Regions from separate parts of the Mus musculus genome. Here region 2 is linked to region 1. Evidence: chromatin contacts called from public Hi-C data. All regions are on one chromosome and are shown on one strand. Each heading gives the region's core, a stretch centred on a gene start, on an enhancer-like site or on the middle of the called end of the contact. The rest is flanking DNA. Distances are from core to core; before and after follow the strand shown.

Region 1 (5,598 bases), core at 827-3,326:
CTTATGCATTTATCTACCTGTACAACCGCATTGGATGGCTGTAGCCCTGGTTAGTCATCTGGAGCTGAGAAACACTGGTGTGGATGGAGCTGCCAGGATCGAGTCAAGACAGATGAAACTGAAGGCAGAGTCTGTCACATGCTCCCCTCCTCTCTATCATAAACAGCCAGCTCAGGCAAATGGTTCAGTGATGAGCCCTCCTAGTACAGCTTGCTACTTAAAGGCTAAGTTGGTGCTGGAGAGATGCCTCAAGCTGGGCCTTGAGGAAGACTTGGGTTCAAGTCCCACCATCCATGTGGTGGGTTACAACTATCTATAACTCCAGTTCCAAGGGATCCAACGGCCTTACCCTTTCTGACCAGGCATGCACGAGGTTCCCACATGCAAACAGGGAAAGCATTCACACACGGGAAATAAAATGAATATTTTTAAAAGCTAAGTCATTTTCTCCTAGACGAATAAAATTAACATGTTCGAGGCTGTTCTTGAAATGCCATCTGTCGTGTGCAGGTCCGTCTAGAATGGCCGACAGACCTCGCCGTCAACCCCATGGACAACTCCCTGTACGTTCTGGAGAACAACGTCATCCTGCGGATCACGGAGAACCACCAGGTCAGCATCATCGCGGGACGGCCTATGCACTGCCAGGTTCCCGGCATCGACTACTCGCTCAGCAAACTCGCCATCCATTCTGCGCTGGAATCAGCCAGCGCCATTGCTATTTCTCACACTGGGGTGCTCTACATCACTGAGACGGACGAGAAGAAGATCAACCGCCTACGCCAAGTCACCACCAATGGAGAGATCTGCCTCTTAGCCGGGGCGGCCTCAGACTGTGACTGCAAAAACGATGTCAACTGCATCTGCTACTCGGGAGATGACGCTTACGCCACGGACGCCATCCTAAACTCGCCGTCCTCCTTAGCCGTGGCTCCAGATGGCACCATCTACATTGCAGACCTTGGGAATATCCGGATCAGGGCGGTCAGCAAAAATAAACCCGTTCTTAACGCATTCAACCAGTATGAGGCTGCATCTCCGGGAGAACAGGAATTGTACGTGTTCAACGCTGATGGTATCCATCAGTACACTGTGAGTCTGGTGACTGGGGAGTACTTGTACAATTTCACATACAGCGCTGACAATGACGTCACCGAGTTGATTGACAACAACGGGAATTCCCTAAAGATCCGCCGGGACAGCAGTGGCATGCCCCGCCACCTGCTCATGCCTGATAATCAGATTATCACCCTTACCGTGGGCACCAATGGAGGCCTCAAAGCCGTGTCCACTCAGAACCTGGAGCTGGGCCTCATGACTTATGATGGGAACACTGGACTCCTAGCCACCAAGAGTGATGAAACTGGATGGACAACTTTTTATGAGTAAGTAGGCTTTTGACCAATCTCTATAGAGCTCTCCCCTCCTCTAGCTGGCATCCAGATGAACCACTCGCATCGTCTTTAAAACTGCCTAGTCACGTCTTGCTAACTCTAATGACTTCTTATAGCTGCAGGATATTCATGTCCCTTCTCCCGACTCCTAAATGATTTGCTCTGTCGGGCCTCTGATATTGAGCATCCTCCCTGCCAGCATTGGGAATTCCTGTTGTCTGCTTGCCGTTCAAACTTCAGGATATTGGACACGCACAGCACCTGGGAGATAAAGTGCTGATTAACCCCACTGATTATTCATGTTTGCCATGGGTGCGGAAATTAGAAACGAAGAGGGAGGGTCCCAGCGGGGCTTCTGTGATTTAACAATAGGTCCAGCAACACACTTGATTGCACAGACAGGTAGATAAACTCTGAATTTCCTCTTTAGCAGAAGCAGATCAATACAGATAAAGTGCTAGGTATATTAAAAGATGTGAGGGCTGGCCATATTTCCCCTAACAATTATCTCATACTTAATAGTTCTACCGTTTGCTTTGCCAAAAAGCTGTTTTCCCCAGCTCCTGAAGCGGCTTTGGTCAAGCAAACCTGCTGCTGCGGGTATTAACCTAAGAGCTGCTGGTTGGAGGAAGCTACTAAGCCTGAGTCCCCAATGACCTGCTGGAGACTGAATGGAATCTGCCAGCCTCTGGGCTCTCCACAGCAGTGAGCGAACGTTAGACATTAGCAAGTCCTGGCTTGCTTTCCGTGTGGCTGCCAGCTGAGAATTTAGTAAGTTAGGGAGGGGATACCACAGAGAGATGGAGGTGGGTGGGACAAGAAAAAAGAAGACTTCATTGTTGATCGCGCTTAAATCAACAATGTTCGCTTCCTGTTTGTACGCCAGTGTGTTTGGGAGAATGCAAAGGAAGCTGTCGCCACCTGCTGGCGGTTTTACTGCATTGCAGAATTGTTTGCCTGGTCCTGTCTTCCTTCTTGGGGCTTATGGGGACTTCTGAGCAGCTTCACATCCTTCAAGGTGCTGGTACTTGGTCGTCCTTCACTAGCCAGTGCTCTTTTCCTCTGTGGGGACCATCTGTATATCACCTTTAGTTCTCAGCACAGTCGGGTTAAGGCTTTAATCCACAAACCTCCCGGACGCTTCCTTCTGGCAACGGTTATATCAAATGACCTTAGACACATACATTGTAGCTGCTAAATCTCTTGAGTGAAGAGCAGAGGCCCTCCTGAATTAGGCCTAGGTTGGAGTCCAGTTCTGAAATTCGGGTGTAGGGATCCCACAGAAATGAGCTCTTTGATTGGAGGCAGCTTGCTGCCAAAGGTCCCCAGCCGAATGAAAATATACACTTGATTCTTTTTTTTTTTTTTTTGAAGTGTTTAATCAAGAGTTACAGTGAAACTGATTCACGTTTTCTCTTTTAATTTGATAGGCTTGAGAATGTGAGTAGATCCAAGCATCTAAATTTTCCGTTGTGGAGAGATTCACACATACAAGTTTTCCTTAGGTTCCCAAGGAAAAACTCAGACACAAGCTGCACTTCCTGTCAGGGGTGTAAGGTCCAGGTGAACATACACAGTGATTGCAGAAGTCTAGAGAAGGAGATTAACAGAAATGAAGAAAACTATGGGATGTGCTTCAGTGAGATGTTCCCCTCAGTTCCAGAATGTTCCAGGAAGTCCCAGCCTTGGAATTAAAATTTCCCCAGTTGCAGACTACTGAGTCCAGATAGAGTATGATGGCCACAGTCCACCTTAGAGGGAATGTCAAACTGCACAGCCTTCTGCAGGACAAAGCCTCGCTTGCCAGGAAGCTCCCAGCCTCGGCATCAGGGAGGCAGTGGTGTGGATGCCCGCTCTGAGATGTGCTTCCCGTTGGCATTGGACAAGTTTCTCAACCTCCCTGAGCGCCTGCGTTCACATCTGTCAGGCGGTAGCATCAGCTGCACAGGAGTTGTGGGTGTCCATTGTTAGCTTTAGATAACTTTAGAAATCAGCAAACCTTGGTATTCAGAAGCTCAACAAAAACGAGATGCTAACAAGACTGGAAAGAAGCAATAAAGCTCATCTCTGTCTCCGGCCCCTCCTGCCTAAAGAAGGATGCGGGTGTTAGACGGGGATATATGTCAGCAGCAGAATTGAGGGGTGCGCTTCGCACTTTAGTCCTCTCTGTGCTTGGTACTTGCTCACAGTTCCCACTTCTGTCGGTCCCCATATCCTGAGGTCCAGAGGCATAAAACATAGAACGTCCCTAAAGCCAGGCCCTCCAGAAGAGAGGCGCTATGATGTGTGCCCTGTGGTTGTGGCCAACTCCTCCATATCCAGCCAGTGGAAAACCAGCAGGTATCACACAGTCTAAATGCTGGCTTCCCGTGGGATGGAGTTCAGCAGTTATGTTATAGAAAGAGCAGGCTCTGTGGTCTTCCAAACAGGAATGGTTCACTCTGGAAACAGTTACATTCCTCTGTCTTAGAAGGTGGCTTTTGGAGAGCCAACCACAATGGAGATGTAAGAATTGAGCTTTGGGGGATCCTCCCGTGCCTCCATGTTTCCAGAGTAGAGAAGAGCAGCCTTGGTTTAATCTTTGTCTTTTTATCTATTTATGAGGCATAAAATGCTGTCCATTTCACTGCAGTCCAAATCCCCAGTACTTTCTCCATGTTTGGTGAATGGCTGCCACCAAGGTCCTGCCAAGTCTGTTGAGGTAAAACAGAGACCTCATTGCTGGTTATCACTGCTCTCAGTCCAAAGGGATAGTCCAGAGGTTCCTATAGAGAGAGCTGAATCTGCATATCTGTTGTGGGGGAAACAAGCAGCTGCACCCCCTCCCCCCCTCCTCCGAAAGTCAGTCTGCAAGCTAGGGAGCATGCTTTCCCCACACAGCCTGGGAGATGCTTTCCCGTGCCCTCCCCTCCACTTCCCCCAGAGTGGAAACTCTATTTCCTCCTCTCAGACGAGTGGCCAGCAGCAGCCTGCCCAGAACAGAAGTCCTGGAACTACGCAGGACCAGACTTCAAGTCCTGCTCCCGTTCCAGAGAATACACTCAACACAGTCCTTGCCTGGTCGATCTCTGCTGCTGAGCACTGTGCAAGACACCTGAAGCCCAAACATTATCGTTGCATCACTTTCTTATTTTAAAATACTTCTATGCGTCTAAAATATGAAAGGAAGCTACAATTACTAAACTATAGGAATAGTCGAATAAAACAACAATTAGTCAAAAATCCCACACAGAAAAATACCATTTAATACTTATACGTCTGTATTTTCAGAGATGCTTATCTACGCTTGGAAACGCATGTGCTGGGGACAAAATGTTCTTTGTTTTTCCTTTTCCACTCAACCCTGAGTCTGTGTGCGTGCAGTGTGCACATAAATGCGTGCCGATAAATAGGAGCCCACGCTGTTCATTTTGACAGCCGCCTAGGTTTCTGTCTTATGTATAGGTAATTATTTAATAATCTTTAACAACTGATCCTTCAGTGTGGTTCTAATTTGTCACTAGTGTAAATAGAATCTTCAGACCCCCATCTGAGAGACCGCTGCTTTAGTAGGAAAAAAAAAAAGACAGAAGGATCCCCTTTGGCTGAGAAAGCCTGGGTGCCCTCCATGGTAACAGCATCAAGCCTTTTCAGGGAAGATGCTATCTGGATTTTCAGGGCATACTGCCCTAGGCGAGGGATGGGACAGAGACAATAGGCTGGACCCCAGCTCAATGAGCTTCCTGGCATCTTCACCACCTCCACCCCACTGGCCCTGTAGCTTAGCATCAGTTCAGCTTCAGTTTCCTCTTCTCCCTAAGGATAACAGTTCCCAGGTCATGCCTCGACTCATCTCTGTCCCAAGTATCCCTGATCCCTCTGTGTCTTATCAGTCATTTTCCCCCCACTGCTTCCCTAAGGACTCCTCCATAGAGAACCTCATTCCCACCCACAAACTGGACCCATCACTCAGAACCTGCCAACTGAGTTCCTCTTCCCAGCCCCTCAGCTAGAGGTCCAGACGTGTATCCTTTTACATTCTCTAAGCAGAGGCTTCACTGTTCCATCCTCCTCCCCATCCCTCCTGGTTGTAAAGGCCAGTGCGGGAGAGCTCGGAGGCTTTCGTATACAGACCACAGGAAGAGCCATTTTCCTCCCCAGTGTCTAAAAGGTCTAAGAACAGCGGTCATTTAGCGAGGGCAAATACTCTCTACCTGGAAGCAGC
Region 2 (5,598 bases), core at 1,061-3,560, 100 kb before region 1:
TCCTCCCTCCCGGGTATAGAGACACAGGTGAACTCAGCACTCCACTGTGCCTGCGGGACACTCCCAGGCTTGTGGCAGCGGGACACACGGTGGAGGTGCAAATTTATCTCAGTGCTTCAACCCCTCTGCGGACTTGCGCAGCAGAGGCCTTGATATATACGCCAGAGAGCTCAGAGACTCGTGTGTAACCAGTGCTGCTGCCACAGGCACACACCCCTCAGACTCCTTTTTTTTTTTTTTTTAAAGCAGCTTAAGTACTTATCGATTGAGAACTTTTAACTCTCAAAATGGAGGCGTCTCCATATCTCTACAGGTATTTTAAATGAATTGAATTAATCATGGGCTTAAAAGTCTCTTGCGATCTTCGTTAACTTCCCTGGGTTTAATTAAAACATCTGTGCACTTTTAATTTATCGATTCATCCAACTCATATGTCATGTTTTTAACACACCCCAGCATGCTCTGCATCATTTTTAACCCGATTTCCAGTTAACTAAAGCAATTAAATTCACCCCGGATTAATTAAAGCATCCATACTTTCATGCTTAAGTCAGCGTGTGCTGCTTTCCCCACATGGCTCCTGAATGTCAGAGATTTGACACACCTGATGAATTTTTTGTCCTTCTGGTAATTCTTCCCTGAGTCGCTCTCTTGCTTAAATGTGCCATTTGACAGAACGGGAATGAGGAAGTCGGTTCTTCAGAAGCTGCCCCACCCCCATCACTGGAGCCAAGGGCTCTGCCCCCATCTGCCAGAAGGCACCCTCTGCCTTCCTCTCATTGAGAGTCCTGCTGCGTGCACACACACACACACACACACACACACTGAATGCCTGAAGAGGCTGTGCATTTTTGTGCTTATGTCATAGGCTACTACGACATTGGCTGGAGCCTATGTTCCATGACACAGCATTTTTCTGTCAGCTGGGACTCCCACCCTTCAGCAACGGTACTCCACAGAGCCCAGCACCCTAAGCCCAGGCTGTGAATGACTCTTCAGTTTAACTTCCAGGCTGAGAAGCCTAGAATTACATCTCTGTAGTCTTGAAGTTTATATGTAATTGTTGCCGAATCTGAATATCCTTCATCCAGCAAGCTGTATTATTTCTGATACAGTTTGCCCCCTTTTCCATTTGTCTGTCTCTTCGTGTTGATTTATAGAGCTCCTTGTACATATTAAATAGTAAATTTTATCCTGTAAAACACGTTAAGATCTGCCTTCCCAATATCGCTTATGACCTAGGTTTTCTTTTAGGCTGGTATCCACTGTCAAATAGAAGATTTAAATTTTATGCAATCAAATGTAATCACCTTTGCTTCCTGGTCTCAAGGAGGCATATCTTTCATATCTCCTGAAGAAAATAAGATTACTCTCCAGTGCTCTCTAATATTCAGCTCTTTACATTGTATATGGAGTTGATTCTTTGGTACAGGTTTCAATAAGAGCCAGTTTGGTTGTACAGCAAATGAAATGCCCTTACAGCGATCTTAAGTGAAACCTTCCTTTCCTAACAGCGGTTTTGGTTTTGGTTTTGTTTTTTTTCCTCCTTGAGAGAAAGGGGGGTGCTGGTTTCGGTGTTGGGACCCTCAGCTTTGCTCGGCCTCCATGACTCAAATGTTTATTGTCAGCCCAACTCGTTGGGTGGGGTGGGCCGGAGTGCGGCATCCCTTTCCTCCCATCTTTTTTCCTGCCACAAAGCCTGTCTGTTACTAGTGTTAGGTTAACTGTCTATAGTTGCTGATCTGTTTGGAGTGAAGACAAAGCAGTACACACTGAGACTTGGACAATTTACCTGAGGAGCGAGGGTTTAGTAGATTCCCAAGCCTCTTTTTCTAAAGGACTGCTTTCAAACGGGTTTGCAGCACCAGGCATGGTGGCTCACACCTGTAATCCCAGGTTTCAGGAAGCTGCAGCAGAAGGTTGCAAGTCTGGGACAAGCCTGAGCTACAAAGTGAGTGCCAGGCTAACCTGGACTATAAATGTGAGACCCTCTCTACAAAATAAATTAATTAATAAAAAAATTTTTAAACCAGCTTTCAAATCACTTCTAAAAGTGCATTGTCCGAGATCCCCTCGTCTTGCCTAATCCAGATGGCTTGTCAACTGTAACCATCTTGCCTCTCCCATTATATTAAGCCTCTCCTACAGCCCCTCCTTTCCCTCTGAGCAGTCTCTCCACTGAAAGTGGCAGGTAGACAGGATTTGTTTTGCTTAAAACACCAATGAGTGGCTGGTCCTTTAACTGCCTACCAAGTAAATAACACTGATAATTCATCTCCCTTGCAGAGACGATGGGAAGGGGAAACTCCAGCTTGATCATTAAAATGAGCTTTACACCGTTTAGGTGACTCTAAATTATGTCATTTTTGTGTCATCAGCCTGTTAACTTGTCAGTCGTTACTGGCAGCGGTAATTTATTTTCCTTCTGCGGGAGGCTAAAGCTTCCATTTACTCGATTTAGTAAAACAGGAATCGTCGATTTGTACACACATTTTAATTAATTTTAAATAGAAGCTTGAGTGCACAATATTCTACTCCTGGAAGCCTGTGGAAAAGGGGAGAGAAAGAGAAAGAGAGGAAGATAAGACATCTCACATGTGGCTTCTGACCAGTCAGGACCATAAAGGAAGCTGACAAGTACTTAACATTGGGGCCATCTGGCACTCTTTTTGGTGTGTTTGCATACATGCGTACCTGTGTGTGTGTGTGTGTGTGTGTGTGTGTGTGTATACAATAGTGCGTGTGTGACAACTGTGACATTTCTTTTGTCACATCAGCCCCCTCCATCCAGGTTGGGGATCCAGTTTGGAAGATCAGAGACCATTCATTGCTTGTCTAGCAGGGTCTCAACTCCTATGTTGATTCCTTGGTTGAGTTACTTCACCTCTCCCTCCCAGCCACTCTTTGGGGGGGGGGGGGCGTTAAAGGGGTTACTGAATACCCAAGAAGTTAAGTCACCATGTTCAAATCCCACAGCTGAGACTTGAACACCAGCTGCTGCCACCCGGTTCTTTGTCGTTTTCATTTCTACTTTGTGCTATCAATTAGTAGGATATGGAGTCCAAATAATTTTCCTTTATGATCTTAAAAGTTAATGATCATTATGTGATTACAGTCAATCAATCAATAAATAAATCAATCAATAAATAAAATACAAGTAGGTTCCCAGTTTCTAATCATCTTCTCCGGCACCAACAAATAGGAGCCACACTTATTTATTTTGAAGCCCTGGGATGAGTTATGTCTGAGACTCAGTTGTTCGTGGGGTACCTGTCTCTCCATGCTGCAAACCCAGTGACTATGATCAGGCTTTGTTCTTCATTCTAGTGGCAGTAAATTCCTTGAGTTTTGGTCTTCCATCAGTCTCTTTTGGGCTCTTTAATGTCAGCACCACCCAAGCCTCTGAGTGCCCTGCTTTCCAGCAAGCACCAATGTCTTGCATTTCTGCCCACACTCCCAGCAAGCTTGCATCAAACAAACTGAGAAAAAGGCTACATTTAGGAACACTGTGACCTGACTCTTCTTCACTTTTTCCCTAAGTAATTTAAGTAGGTCATATTTTAAACTTGATTTCCCAGGCTCATGATTATATATATATATATATGTGTGTGTGTGTGTGTGTGTGTGTGCATATATATATATATATATGCACACACACACACAATTCTTATTTTCTAGACAATTCTATTTTTTCCCACCACTTGGAGTTTGTGCAAAAGAAAAAGGAGAAAATAATCCTCCCTTTTGTCAACAAATATAGACAGTAGTCAGTTGTTCCCCTCCCCTACCTTGTGGGAGTAAAAGAGACGCCACAGAGCACCCCTGGTGGTGCTGAGGTCCAGGTAGCCCATGTAATACAGTATGCAGATCAGCAACAGCCTTGGATGGCTACACATTGTATAGATGTGCTTCTCACTGTTCCTTATTTCAGACTTGAGGGTGGAAGTGGGGGAGGGAGGGGTGCATATTCTAGTCTTCCTTCTGGAGATCCTCCCATGTGACCCAGATCAGAAATGACAAGTAGGTCTTCTCTTGAATGCCAGCTTGTCCTCCTTTCAGGCCTTAGCTTAGGCGTTGCAATGGTTTCAAGATTCTTTCCAGGCTCAGGAGAAGATGCCAGGATTCATTAATGATGTCTGCAGAGTTACAAAAGAGGGGATAATAGTCCGCTCCAATACATTTGCATCCCTGACCTTGACCTTAGCATGAATCCTATGAGAAACTAACGTGGAGTGACTTAGTCTGTCTCCAAATCTCTCTCAAGACCTCAAGAAAATCACACTTGCAGTAGAGAAAAGATCCAAGCTGCTTTCCTCTACTCTCTCCAGGACCATCAGTATCTCTAGTAACTACAGAATCCCTTGCTCAACATCCCAAGTGTAAAATGTGTGCCTCCTCTCTTTAGAAAGGTTCATCTGAATTCAGCATGTGTCTTTGATGTCATTTGAACTCATTTCTCCCTAGATACTTCATGAGGATAAAAATTTTAGAAATAATGCGCCCCAGCATTTTCAACAACTACCCTCTTATAAAGTATTTGGGAAGATAATATTTCATCAATCATATGCCAACTATGGAGATGTTTTGTTTCAAATCAGTTTGAAATTGAGGGAGAAATTCACTGTGTTTGCAACACGAGGCCCGTTTGAGGCACTGTTCTTTCTCTGCCTTTCACAAGTTGTCTTTAGTGCTTTCCCATAAGCCCTTGGATAGCAAGAATGCAGAAGTTTTTACCCAAGCCAGTCAACAGTATAGATTTCAGCACTGACCAGAAACCAAAGTAAGCAATGCCTGTTCTCTGGAAGCTCTTATGTCCCTGGAAAGTCAAACACTCACAGAGGGATGGACATTGGTGACCATCCCATGACCACAGGAAAAAAAGAGTAAAGCAGGGTGAGCAGGGGACTAAGAAGCAATCTGACAGAATTGTCATTCTGCTCTGGAATGCTGACGTCCCCTAGTTTCATATGTATGCACCATCCATGAAGAGTTCCCAGAACCTGGACTTAAAATCACAGATGCCACCAGTAGCTGCTGACATGCCTCCATGGGTCCTATCTGAAGGTCTCTTCCTGAAGGGCCTCGCCACAGTGGGCAGCCAGAGAAACAGTTCATTTAGAAGACAGGTTGGAAATACAAGTTTATTGCAAATTATTGATGATGTGGGAAGTCTAGGACCTGAAGGAGCCAACCAAGATACCCCTTGTAAACAAACTCTGAAAGCAAGAAGTGGTCGTTAAGGCCAACTTAAACAAGAGGCAATGCGTCCCAGGCAGCCCCACAGCCTTCTCAGCCTTCATCCCAGGAGTGAAGGCAAGAGATAAGAGATAGGGATAACTCCAGATTATATGACATGCCTTTGGCCGGCTTTGCTTCTCTCTCTCTCTCTCTCTCTCTCTCTCTCTCTCTGTCTCTCTCTCTCTGGCCAAGCTTGTTTTATCTTTGTAAATTAATTCATGTGTTCTTTGAAATAGATATACTTACTCCTTCACAATATAAGTAACAAGCTAAGGCAGAGTGAGTGAGTGAGTGAGAGAGAGAGAGAGAGAGAGAGAGAGATTTTCATTGGCTCAAATATGTCCAGAACAGTAGTCAACT

Evidence for each region. Hi-C and Micro-C count contacts between places; a contact is called where the count stands out from the background.
Region 2: a Hi-C map of cerebral cortex shows a contact between it and region 1, with 2.4 times the contacts expected there. The contact joins two enhancer-like sites. A contact is called at or near these places in 8 of 484 Hi-C or Micro-C datasets (the N1E-115 cell line, Sertoli cells, cerebral cortex and 3 more), 1 of 115 datasets of contacts at active chromatin or transcription factors (a beta-TC-6 cell line) and 1 of 9 other capture datasets (embryonic stem cells).

Annotation. Positions count from the first base shown.
Region 1 is chr11:36,042,554-36,048,151 of GRCm38.p6, reverse strand. It overlaps Tenm2 (teneurin transmembrane protein 2), which reads left to right. Exons shown (of 29, transcript NM_011856.4): 23 at 511-1,385. Among named protein-coding and RNA genes, the nearest start is that of Gm42072, 47 kb to the right of the region's middle. Within about 2 kb of position 2,076, at least 86 of the 459 cell types and tissues checked have an H3K27ac peak or open chromatin away from gene starts, as enhancers often do. A contact at or near this core is called in the N1E-115 cell line, where this site is marked.
Region 2 is chr11:36,147,668-36,153,265 of GRCm38.p6, reverse strand. All of the region lies in intron 9 of Tenm2 (teneurin transmembrane protein 2), which reads left to right. Among named protein-coding and RNA genes, the nearest start is that of Gm46251, 14 kb to the left of the region's middle. Within about 2 kb of position 2,310, at least 4 of the 459 cell types and tissues checked have an H3K27ac peak or open chromatin away from gene starts, as enhancers often do. A contact at or near this core is called in the N1E-115 cell line, where this site is marked.